Regions from separate parts of the Mus musculus genome. Here regions 2 and 3 are each linked to region 1. Evidence: chromatin contacts called from public HiChIP or PLAC-seq data. All regions are on one chromosome and are shown on one strand. The core of a region is the stretch at or near the end of the contact, and the rest is flanking DNA. Distances in the headings are between cores, read along the strand shown. Region 1 holds the start of Sox13 (SRY (sex determining region Y)-box 13). Region 2 has its middle 60 kb from the start of Snrpe. Region 3 has its middle 82 kb from the start of Snrpe.

Region 1 (3,755 bases), core at 868-3,367:
TAAGAAACAACAGCTAACTTCCCAAATGCACACACTGAATACAGTACCCAAGATTTCCTGCATGTTGAGCTAGAGCTCTTCCACTAAGTTACATCCCGACAACAAAAGCTAACAGTTGCCGAGCATTTATTTACTTTGTGCCGCATGGCGCTGAGATTGCCTTTAGACTTTTCATCCTTAAGACCACCCCCACGAGGTGGCCACTGTCAGAATTTAACCTCACTATACAGATAAGTAACCTGAGCAAGGGAGGTGGGTCAAATTGCCTTCGGTGGCACCACCAGCGGCTGCACTACTGTACAACTCCAGCTTAGCTTCCTGGTTCTAACTACAAGGCTATCTGGCGTTCCGTGGTACAGGCCTTCCAAACCAGCATCCTTCAAACCATCAACATACACCAGCTTCAAAGATAGAAGCACAGATCCGCCCTTTTTTTAAACTGAGAAAGTACAGGCGATGTTTGGACATCGCCAGGATCAAGCGACCCATCTCGGTCAAGAACAAGACCCAAGTGTGTTGAATCTAGCACACAGTGAGGGACTTCCTACCGCATCAAGAAGTTGGAAACAGGGTCTCTGGGAACCTTGCTCGGAGTGGCAGCATCACTGACTGACTGCCTTAGGTCAGACCCCTCTGCCAGCGCCAGCGCTAAGGCGCCGGGCCCGGAAATTCCCACAGAGCTAAAGCAAACTTCCCAGGAAAACTCCTCAGTTTCCTCTAAGCTCTTGTCACGGAGATGCTGCCAAGAGCGCCAGCTGCTGGGGACCCTCCCAGGCTAGAGCCACCGCTCAAGCGCCCGGGGTCCTCCCGGAATGATCCAAGGCTGAAGTTCAAAATTCACGTCCAGCCCAAGCCGGACCCCCGGCCTCGCCAAGGACTCTGGGACAGCTCCCACTCTCCGTGCCTTTCCCCCCCCAGCTTCAAGTAATGAGGCACCTCCTGCCAGGACATGTAGGTTGGTTGCGGGGAGATCCCGCGGGCGACCCTAGAGCTCCTGGGGAATCTGAGCAGCCGCAGCTGGCGCGTGCAAACACACGCACGCACACACACACACACTCGCGTGAGTGTGTGTTTACGTACCGAACGTGGGATGGGAAAACAATGGCGAACCGCTGGGACTACGCGACCACCCCCCACCCCCATCCCATCAGTCCTGTGATCAATTTATTTCTACAGTGAAAGGGGCTGAAAGGCGCTTCTCCGACACTCCACCGTGGGACGCAGGGGTGGCAAGGGGCAGGCTGGAGTGAAGAGCAGCAAGGGCTGAAAAAATGGGAGGCGGCGCCCGGCTGGTCCGCGGGGAATGAACCGGAGCCGTGGGAAGGGCGCGCGCTGAACCCCGGCTGCCCAATGCACCCCGGGACCGGAGCTCCGCGTTGCGGGTACCCGAGCCCCACGTGGGGCTCGCACGGGGACATCTAAGCTCAGGCTGGGAGTGCTTAAACTGGGAGCGTTGGTCAGGCTGGGGCGAAAGACCTAAGGCCGGCGGGTCGCAAAGGGCGGGCGGGTAGAGGACCCCCGAAGCCCGGCTCGCGTGGCGCGCGCACGCCACCCCCAACGGCCTGTAGCCACTGCCCTCCAAAAGGACGCGGGATCAGCGCGGCGCCACCGGCCGGCGTTGTGAGGGGTCTGGTAGGATCGGCTCCGCCTGGCAAAAACTTTGCCCAAGATGGAAAGTCGCGCGGCAGAGAGCCAGCGTGTCCCTAGGAACGCGGGGGCGCGCGTGTCAAACTTCGCGAGGCTGGGGTGATGGGGCGCGCGGCGCGAAGGGGCGCACTTACTAATCGGTCGGGCGCGGGCCCGGGGTCGCAACTCCGCGCTCCGGCTTCTGCTCAGTGCGTCCCGGCAGCCAGCAGCCTGGCCTTCCCGCTCACATGCCCCGGCAACGCGGCGGGCAGCGGGCCGGGGCGGCGCGGCCGGGCGGAGGCACGCCCCCCGCCGTGGGCTGGAAGCGCTCAGGACCCGCGGCCCGCCGGGCTCCGCTGGCCACGGTCGCCGAGCTGAGGACGGGTCGGGCGGCGCCCTCCTCCGAGCCAGGCCGCTCGGCACTCTGCCCTCTGCCCCCGGCTGGCCGCCGCCGTGTTCCCTTCCGCAGTCCGGCTCCCGGACTCGCGGCCGCTGCGCCCGCCAGGCCGGCGGGCAGTGCGCTCTGCTCCTCCGCGCAGCTCCGAGCCCGCTGGGTCCAAAGCCAGGGCCTCCGAAGCTGAGCGCGCCGCCTCGGCCTTCGACCTCCGCCGGCCGCTCCGGAGCTCGGCTTCCAGGAGCCGCGCTCGTACACTTCAGTTCCCAGGCGGGACTGGAGCAGGGCGCTCGCCGCTCGCTTCTGCGAAAGCCACTCCGACAGCCTCCGAGGAGAAAGAGGGAGGGAGGGAGGGAGGGCGCGAGCGGGCGGGGGAGGAGGGAGGGTGTGGAGATGGAGGAGGGAGGGACAGAGCTTCCTCCTCCTCCTCCTCCTCCTCCTCCTCCTCCTCCTCCTCCTCCTCCTCCTCCTCCTCCTCCTCCTCCTCCTCCTCCTCCCAGCAGCTGGTCCAGCCAGGCCTCAACAGCTGGAGACCTGTGCTGGGAAGGGGACAGCAGAGGTTCTCCAGAGTGAGACCTGTGGAGATGTAGTGACCCACTGGATAGAGAAAATAGGGGGAGGAAGGTGAATTCTGCCTAGTCCCCTCGACCCAGGTTTGAGAGTTACTATGGGGAATTTTCATTCCTTTTAACAAGTCCAGTTCACAGCCTCCTCCAGAGACCCGAGATTGAACTTTATTTTTCTCACTGGTAAATCAGACTGGCCTCGAACTCACAGAAACCTGCTTGGCTCTGCCTCCAGGGTGCTAGGATTAAAGGCATGCTCCTTGAGAACTGCCCTTGGAGCTGGGAGTGGCTCATGCCTATAATACCTGGGAAGCTGAGGCAGGAGGATCTCAATTTGAAACCAACCTGAGGGCAAGGAGAGACCTGCTTTGATGCGATCAGATCTCTGACAGCTTCCTAATGTCTAGCCACTCCCTAGCCCTGTCCTTTTTAGAATTTCTCCAACAAGTCCTTCCTTTCTTCCTGCCCCGTTTAGGAGGAAGGTTTGTTTGAAGAAGGGTTTCTCCTCATTCGGCCCATCTATTAAATGTCTACACCAAACCTGACCCAAGCAGATGCCAGGGATCACCAAGATGAATGACACAGTGGCAGCCCTTTCTGGATTCCCATGTTGTGAAGACTCTAATTCTACAAAGTGCTAGAGCCATAGGGTCTACCAAGGATGCTAAGCTATGGGGACTTGGATCAGAGTCTCCTTAGAAAGGCCACAGTTTGAAGTACGTCTTGAAGACCTGTGGGAGCAGGGCTGGTTGAAGGAACGCCCATTGTGGGACTGTATGACCCTCTCCCTCTCGAGTGGTGGCCAAGCAGGAAGCTTCCACAGGATGCATGCATTTCATCAGTCCCTGCTTCCCTGCCTGGGTGACAACTCTTCCATAGTCTTCTGTCTTTTGGGTCTCTGTCTGGTACCAGCTTCTCAGGCAATCTTTGAGGATCAAATCATGGCCAGGAGCTCCATCCATGGGCTCTGAGAACCCCACAGGTCATTTGCCTGTCTACACTGTGACATTGAGATGGTAAACTCTTTGGGACAGGGAGGGATGTGCCTCTTGTTCATGGTTAGATCCTATGTGTCTAGATGGGACTTGGCAAAGAGGAGGCCCATAATACATTCGTGTTTATCAGTTAGCTCTTTACAAAGAAAGGGGTTCTAAGCAGGGCTCTGGTGC
Region 2 (3,755 bases), core at 753-3,252, 130 kb after region 1:
GGGGGCTCAACTCTGCTTGTTCTCAGCTTTTGCCCTTCACTACACATCTTAGAGCGGTGCTTCTCAGCCTTCCTAACACTGCAAGCCTCTAATACAGTTCCTCACATGGTGAGTCCCAGCTAGAAATTTATTTCATTGCTACTTTACAACTGTAAATTTGCTATTGTTATGAATCATAATGTAAGTATCTGACATGGGACCCCAAAGGGTCAAGACCCAACGGTTAAGAACTTTGCCTTAATGCTTATTTAATCCAAAAGAGATGGACGATCTGTTGCTCAGCTGCTCATTAAGATGGCACACCCGTGGGACCTGGAGACACCCCCGTGAGGTGGGAGAGATGGCTCAGTGGTTAAGAACGTGTACTGCTCTTACAGAGGACCTGAGTTCAGTTCCCAGGACTGATGTCTACTGGCTGATGGAGCAGGAGCTGTAGAGCCCCTCACTTGCCTGGGTGCGTGGCAGTGTTGCAATAGCTGCAGCTGTGGCGAGTTCTACACACAGAGGACAGATTGCCATTGAGACCCAAGTCTGAGGCTGCCAGATGGCTCAGCAGCAATGGTGCTTGCCATTCAAGCCCGGTTTCTATCCCTGGAACCTACGGAACACAGAGAGATCCAACTTCAGAAGAGCACCATTGCAGTACCCCATCTCATATACAATACTAATAATTTTCAAAAATGAACTCAAAAGGAGCATGTATGTTAAATTGACTGGAGAGGGATCCGAAATGCCACAATAGTGTCTACAGCAGTAACCCTCAAATGTGTCCGGTCTCTTCCTGGGAATTTGTTATTTAGTTTCTCATATTTGGCTAATAGTTACTTTTGTACCTAATTTTAAACTGGAGACAATATATTACTGCTAAAGAAGTTTCAAAACTTTGTTCTTAGCCTCATAAAGCAGACCCCTGCCGGTTTACCCCCACAACAGTCTGTCTTCTGTACAGGATTTCTGTCTGGAAATTTACACAACAGACCATTCTCCCGACCTGTTTCACTCACTGTTGTTTGGGATGGTGGTCATGGCAGCCAGATCAGGACCATGACACAGAATAGTTCTTTTTTTTTTCCTGCTGCCTGCATACATGACTGCCATCTGAGTTGATTTGTCCAAGGAGATGCCTGGCCCAGGCAGGATAAACAGTTCTTTGTCTACCATTTTCAAACTGGGATTATAAAGAGACAGGGGTCCCTTTCTGTTCTCACGCACTTTAAACTATGTAGCACAAGCTGGCAACAGTGTTACTTGGCCTTCCATCACTACAAGGAAACCCTGGCTGCAGATACTTATGAAATAAAGAGACTTATTTTAACTGATGCTTCTGTAGATTTCAATTCAAGATTGAACAGCTCCATTGCTCTGGGCAAGGGGTGGAAATCCTATATTTGGGACAAACTGCTTTTGGCATGAACCAGGACACAGAGAGAAAGACAGTCCTGCAATCTCCTTCCAGAGTGGACTCCCAGTAACCAAAAGGTCTCCTGGAAGGCTCCACCTCCTAAAAGTCCACAGCACTTCCAAATAGCATTGCACTGGGCAAGCCTTTGCTACGTGATTGACTGGGAGACATCAGAAAGCCTGTTTTATGCCAACATTTAGACAGTATCAGTAATCTTCTAATGGTTTCTCTTTACATCCTCACAGAGGGAGCAAGCAGGCACTAGTGGAACAAGAGGAAAGGGGAGAAGAGCTCTAAAAAGCCCTTCTTGTTGTTCCTTGAACCAAAGCATATTTCTATGCTTATATTTTGGCTCGTCAGTTCTTTTTTGACACAGAGAGCTGCCCCAATATCATATCTTCAGCGAGCTCCTAGTTCTACCCAAGCTTACTATATCTTGTGAATGAAGCAGACGGTTATGAAGGCAAGGCTGGCCATGTGTTCAGCTCTGGTGTGTTTTGTGGTTCGAGGAACTGGTATCAATCTTGGGCTCCCTGCTCTTCAGGAAAGAGATAGAGAGTCTGCCGCAGAGTAGGCAGAGCGGGCCCCATCCTGCCCAGCTGGGCATCCTTCCTGTAGCTGCCTCCCGTGCTTGCTTCCTGCCGTCCTGACTACTCACCGAAATGCACAACAGAAACCAACGCTGATGATATCTGCTTTCCCAGATCTATGAGGGGCCTCCCAGCTGCGGATGGGTGACAGTGACAATTAACCTTCAAGGAGGCCTGAGCCCAGGTATGGAGCACACAGCAGCAGCAGCCACCTCCGGTCGCCAGCACACCTGCGTCCCACAGATCTGAGATGCTACGATTTACCAAAGTAGAAGAACCACATTTAATTGATATTCTTTCCCTTCTCCAAGGGCCTATCAGTCCTTGAGTTTTCCTTATCAAAAGTTCTTTTCCAACAAGCTACAGATTGTATAAACTGTAATGTATTAACATTACATAATGTAGCAATGGGTGCTACAATCCTGTTTGGAAATCTCCTAGCCAAACACCTCCCCTGGACACTAAACTCTCCCCCCATCCCCCGTGCCAAGTTTTCCCCCATTTTCACACTAAACTCTCCCCCCCCCAACAAGTTTTCCCTCATTAGAAACGTTAAACTTTATTTATTTATTTAAAGACAGTGTCTCAGGTAGTCCAGTCTGGCCTCAGACTGTGTAGTTGGGATGACCTTAAAGTCTTAGTCCTCCTGCCTCCACGTCCTGTGCTGGGGTTACAAGTGTGAACCACCACGTCCGGTTTATACAGTGCTGGGATTGAACCAGGGCCTTGTGTATGCTAGGCAACAGTCCACCCACTGAATTACATCTTTAGTCCTGAAATTTATTTGCTTTTGACAAAAGCATCTTAATCCTATTTTGCTACAATTCCTATTGTTCGGTACTGGCACGGGAATGCAGAGCTTGGCACATGCTAACATACTTTGTCATCAGCTATACCACTGGCCCACAGTCATAGTTCCGTGTTTGGCTTTTTTTTGTTAGCTGGATCTTCATACATGTGCCTACATGTAATGCCAAACAAGACAGAAGCCAGCTCTGATCTTATATGATGAGGCAAGTAACATAATTTTCAAAATCATAAACAAATTATGTACATGAGAAAATAAAAGTATAGTCAAAAATGTTCATAGTCCATAGCCCCCTCCACAAGTCTCTTCCTGAGTATAAGCAATGGAGGGACTGCTGTGAGTCACTAGTGAAAGTTGCCTTGCTCATCTTAACTGTTCAGAATACCACTCACTTGGAAAATTATTATTATAATTTATAGTTCCCTTTGGAACATGGTTCTCAAGAAGTCCAAAACTATGGGGCCAATCTACTGAGTGCCTTCTGCATTGTAGCATCAGAAGAGGGTAGGCATCCTTGTCAGGGCCTCTATTGCTGTGATGAAATACCATGATCATAGCAACCTGGGGAGGAAAGAGTTTATTACAGTTCCTTATTGTAGGAAGTCAGGACAGGAACTCAAGCAGGACAGGATCCTGGAAGCAGGAGCTGATGCAGAGGCCATGGAGAGAGGCTGCACACTGGCTTGCTTTCCATGGGTTGCTCAGCCTGCTTTCTTATAGCACCCAGGACCACCAGCCCAGGGATAGAATCATGGGCTATGCCCTCTCTCATCGATCTCTAACTAAGAAAATGCCCTATAGCTGAAGCTCATGGAAACATTTTCTCAATTGAGTTTCCCTCCTTTCAAATGACTGCATCTTGTGTCAACTGGCATAAAACTAGTCTAGACAATTGCCCCCTTGTCAACTTGACACACAAACATACCACTGTTAGGCCACAACCTGTGCTTTCTTG
Region 3 (3,755 bases), core at 689-3,188, 100 kb after region 1:
TGAGTTTGCATCCCTAGCACCCAGGTAGAAGCTGGATCTGGAGGCATGAGCCTGGAATCCCAGGGCAGAGATGATGTGATTCCACGTTGACCTTGCAACCCAACATCATCGTCTATACAGTTCATGCTTGAGAACTGCACAATTGAGTTACAAACCAAACCAATAAATCACACTAAGGTCTCCTACTTTAAGAAGGCTTATCATGTGTGTTGGACACATTCACAGTTGGCCTGGCTTGCAGGAGCCCTATGGGTGTGGGTTGGACATACTTGGTAGAAGGGAAAGGTATGGATTTGTATATAACTTTCTTAAGGGGAACACCTTGAGACCTGGCAGCAGTGGCACATACTTTTCAACTCGGCACTCAGGAGGCAGAGGCAGGTGAATCTCTGAGTTCAAGACCCGCCTGGTCTACAGAGTGAGTTCCAGGACAGACAGACAGTCTGGCTGCAACTGTAGGCTCTATCTTTGATGAGAGACCTTGATTCAAAAATAAATAAGTAGAAAGGCTGGGAGGGCTAGAAGACACTGGGCATTAATCTCTGTCCTCTGAGCACATGTGCAAACATGGGTGAGCGAATCTTGCACACATGCATCATAGACATATAATTTCATAATTTTTTCAAAGATTAAAAAAAAAGCAAACCACTATTTTTTTTTGATGGGTCTAAGAGAGTCTAAGATGATTTGCGCTCTGGGTACTCACCATTGCTTATTTCCAGGCTCTGTAAGCTGAGGTCAGACTGGCCCATTTGGGACACCATCAGCTTCTGATTATTGGTATGCTGTTTATTTCTTTGCTCAGAGATTGAATCTAAGTTTCTTGGCTTAAGGTAAATTGGTCTAATAATTCTGCTCTCTGAGAAGCCATGATTTGTTCCAGAACCTTCAGGCCTCAGCTAACCAGCTGTCTGAAAATGTTAATATTCTTGGCCCAGTGAGGCCCAGCTCACAGCTACAAAACTGAAGAACAATGCTTTATTCTTTCAAAAGCCATTTGGACCAAAGGTTCTCAAAACTAGCTGAATGTCAACTTCAGAATGGTCTTCCTCCATCTTTTCCTTCCCTTCCCTTCCCTTCCCTTCCCTTCCCTTCCCTTCCCTTCCCTTCCCTTCCCTTCCCTTCCCTTCCCTTCCCTTCCCTTCCCTTCCCCCTTCCCTTCCCTCCCCCTCTCCCTTCCCTTCCCCTCTTCCTTCCCTTCCCCTCTCCCTTCCCTTCCCTTCCCTTCCCTTCCCTCCCCTCCCCTTCCCCTTCCCCTTCCCCTTCCCCTTCCCCTTCCCCTTCCCCTTCCCTTCCCTCCCTCCCCCCTCTTTCTCACTCTCTAAGGTATCTCTGTGTAGCCCTGGCTGTCCTGGAACTTCCTCAGTAGACCAGGCAGGCTGGCCTTGAACTCAGAGATTCACCTGCCTCTGCTTCCTGAGTGCTGAGTTGAAAGGCATGTGCCACCGCTGCCAGGTCTCAAGGTATCCTCTTAAGACAAAGCTGTATTCAAATCCATACCTTCCCCCTCTACCATGTATGTCCAACCCACAACCCATAGGTCTCCTGTAAACATGAACTGTGAATGTGCCCAACACACATGAGAAGCCTACTTAAAAGTAGGAGATGTTAGTGTGATTTATTGATTTATTTTGTAACTCGATTGTGCAATTCTCAAGTATGAATTTTATAGATAATGACGTAGGCTGGTGAAGGCAAAGGCTGGCCACCTGCTGGGTGGAAACTTCCTTTAGAGTGGCTCCCACTGGAGGCCTGGATCTTTGCTTTGTGCAGCTCAGGCTCTGGAACTTAACGTGACCTGGATCCTGGGAGCTCTGCCACCCAAGAAGGACAGAACACACTAGAAATGTTTTTTGGGTCCCCTGGGAGTCACAGTGGCTGTCTGGCGGAGGCAGTCCAGCTGTGGAGGGTGTTCAGGTTTCTCTTTTGTCTCTGTTCTTTTGTTCTGTGAGGCTAGTGATGGAGCAGAGCCCACTTATAGGGTGTAGTGTGGGCTGAGTCCCTGAGCCTACTTTTGTCCTTCCTTTATTCTTATCACTGCTAATGATGAGGAACAGCAGCCACCAGTCAGGACACTCCCAGGCTGTCATCCATGCATTCTAGAGCCAATAGCACTGTGTGGATATAAGAGCCTCTGACGGCTCACTGTTCTGGACGATCTAAGCTGGGTGTGGCAGTGTATATTTGCAATCCTACTTGGAAAGCTGAGCAGCTCTAACTACAAAGTTCAAGGCCATCCTGAACTCACCGAGAGGCTCTAACTCATAAAAAGAAAAAGAAAGGAAGGAAAGAAGAAAGAAGAGAAAAAGTAAAATTTAAAATTTCTTAAGGATTTCAAAGGACTTGGTGGTTGACACTTTAACTGTTGTTTCTAAAAAGTAGACAGTTACAAAGTCATTTCCTTTAAGAACTTTTAAGAAAGGCAAGTTAAAATCTACAGCCCTGCTGGATGTAAAGCATCCTATACCTTTGCTCCCAGGACTAGGAGACAGAGGCAGGCAGATATATTGAGTTCAAGGTCAGCCAGGATTTCAGAGTGAGACCCTTTCTGGAAAAAAACAAGTAGTATCTTAAGAGTGTGTATGTTAGTTGTGTTCCTTATGTTCTGTTATTTAGCAGTGTGTGTAAAATGTCCAGATTTGTCCAGATAGCCTTCTGTCATTGACTGCTGATTCCATCGATCGATTGTACTTTGCGTAATTTATTTGGATGCATTGCTGCGAATTAAACCCAGGCTCTCATACGTGCTGGGCAAGCACTCTACTGCTGAGCTGTATCAACATGATACAGCTGTGATTGACACAGGGTCTAAGTAAGTTTCCCAGGCTGGCCTTGAGACAGAGAGCTTCTTACCTTCATCTCTGAAGAGGCCACGCAGCCAGCTCTCGTAGAACTTGAGTTGAGATGGTCTTGTGAACTTGGAGAATGGTTGTTCATTTGAAAATGAATGCGGCTGGGCTGGGGCAGTGTTTCCTTTGTTTATAAAGTTCAACTCTGCCTCCTTGTTGATCCTGCCTAGCTGTTCTATTGAGTGTGAAGTATTGAAGGCTCAAGTTGTGATTATTGAGTCACCTTATGGCTTCCTTCAATTCTGTCCATTTGAGGCTCAATTGTTCAGTACAAAAATGCTTATGATTAGCTACATATGCAGCAGAGGATGGCCTTGTCGGTCATCAGTGGGAAGAGAGGCCCTTGGTCCTGTGAAGGCTCTATGCCCCAGTATAGAGAAGTGCCAGGGCCAGGAAGCAGGAGTGGGTGGGTTGGGGAGCAGGGCGAGGGGGAAGGGATAGGGGGTTTTCAGAGGGGAAACCAGGAAAGGGGAAAACATTTGAAATGTAAATAAAGGAAATAGCTAATAAAAAAAAGAGGAAAAAATGTTTATGATTGCTCTCTCTCTACCAGATGAGCAAGATGCCCAAAGGAAAGAAAGCCAAGGGGAAGAAGGTGGCTCTGGCCCCTGCCACCATCAAGAAACAGGAGGCCAAAAAGGTGAAAAGGTGGTCAATCCTTTGTTTGAGAAAAGGCCCAAGAACTTCAGCATTGGGCAGGACATCTAGCCCAAAAGAGATCTAACACGCTTTGTCAAATGGCCCTGCTACATCAGGCTGCAATGGTAAAGAGCCATCCTCTATAAGTGGCTCAAAGTACCTCCTGCTATTAACCAGTTCACCCAGTCCCTGGACAGGCAAACAGCTTGCCCACAAGTACAGGCCAGAGACAATGCAGCAGAAGAAGCAAAGGCTACTGGCCTGTGC

The links. HiChIP or PLAC-seq counts read pairs in DNA pulled down with a chosen protein or histone mark.
Region 2: an H3K27ac HiChIP or PLAC-seq map of DN3 thymocytes shows a contact between it and region 1, with 6 times the contacts expected there. The contact joins the enhancer-like site here to the promoter of Sox13 in region 1. A contact is called at or near these places in 8 of 39 promoter capture datasets (the 3T3-L1 cell line, the HPC-7 cell line, HPC-7-derived erythroid cells and 5 more), 18 of 115 datasets of contacts at active chromatin or transcription factors (DN3 thymocytes, the HPC-7 cell line, T-cell acute lymphoblastic leukemia and 13 more) and 3 of 9 other capture datasets (adipose tissue, liver and pancreatic islet).
Region 3: an H3K27ac HiChIP or PLAC-seq map of embryonic stem cells shows a contact between it and region 1, with 8 read pairs. The contact joins the enhancer-like site here to the promoter of Sox13 in region 1. A contact is called at or near these places in 2 of 39 promoter capture datasets (both in liver), 2 of 484 Hi-C or Micro-C datasets (liver and pancreatic cancer cells), 14 of 115 datasets of contacts at active chromatin or transcription factors (craniofacial prominence, embryonic stem cells, fetal liver and 6 more) and 1 of 9 other capture datasets (embryonic stem cells).

The regions. Positions count from the first base shown.
Region 1 is chr1:133,422,095-133,425,849 of GRCm38.p6, forward strand. It overlaps Sox13 (SRY (sex determining region Y)-box 13), which reads right to left and starts at 2,118. Exons shown (of 14, transcript NM_011439.2): 1 at 1,782-2,118.
Region 2 is chr1:133,548,044-133,551,798 of GRCm38.p6, forward strand. No RefSeq gene overlaps it. Among named protein-coding and RNA genes, the nearest start is that of Snrpe, 60 kb to the right of the region's middle. Within about 2 kb of position 2,003, at least 30 of the 459 cell types and tissues checked have an H3K27ac peak or open chromatin away from gene starts, as enhancers often do. A contact at or near this core is called in DN3 thymocytes, the HPC-7 cell line and T-cell acute lymphoblastic leukemia, where this site is marked.
Region 3 is chr1:133,526,068-133,529,822 of GRCm38.p6, forward strand. It overlaps the pseudogene Gm8596. Among named protein-coding and RNA genes, the nearest start is that of Snrpe, 82 kb to the right of the region's middle. Within about 2 kb of position 1,939, at least 16 of the 459 cell types and tissues checked have an H3K27ac peak or open chromatin away from gene starts, as enhancers often do. A contact at or near this core is called in embryonic stem cells, intestinal villus epithelium and pancreatic cancer cells, where this site is marked.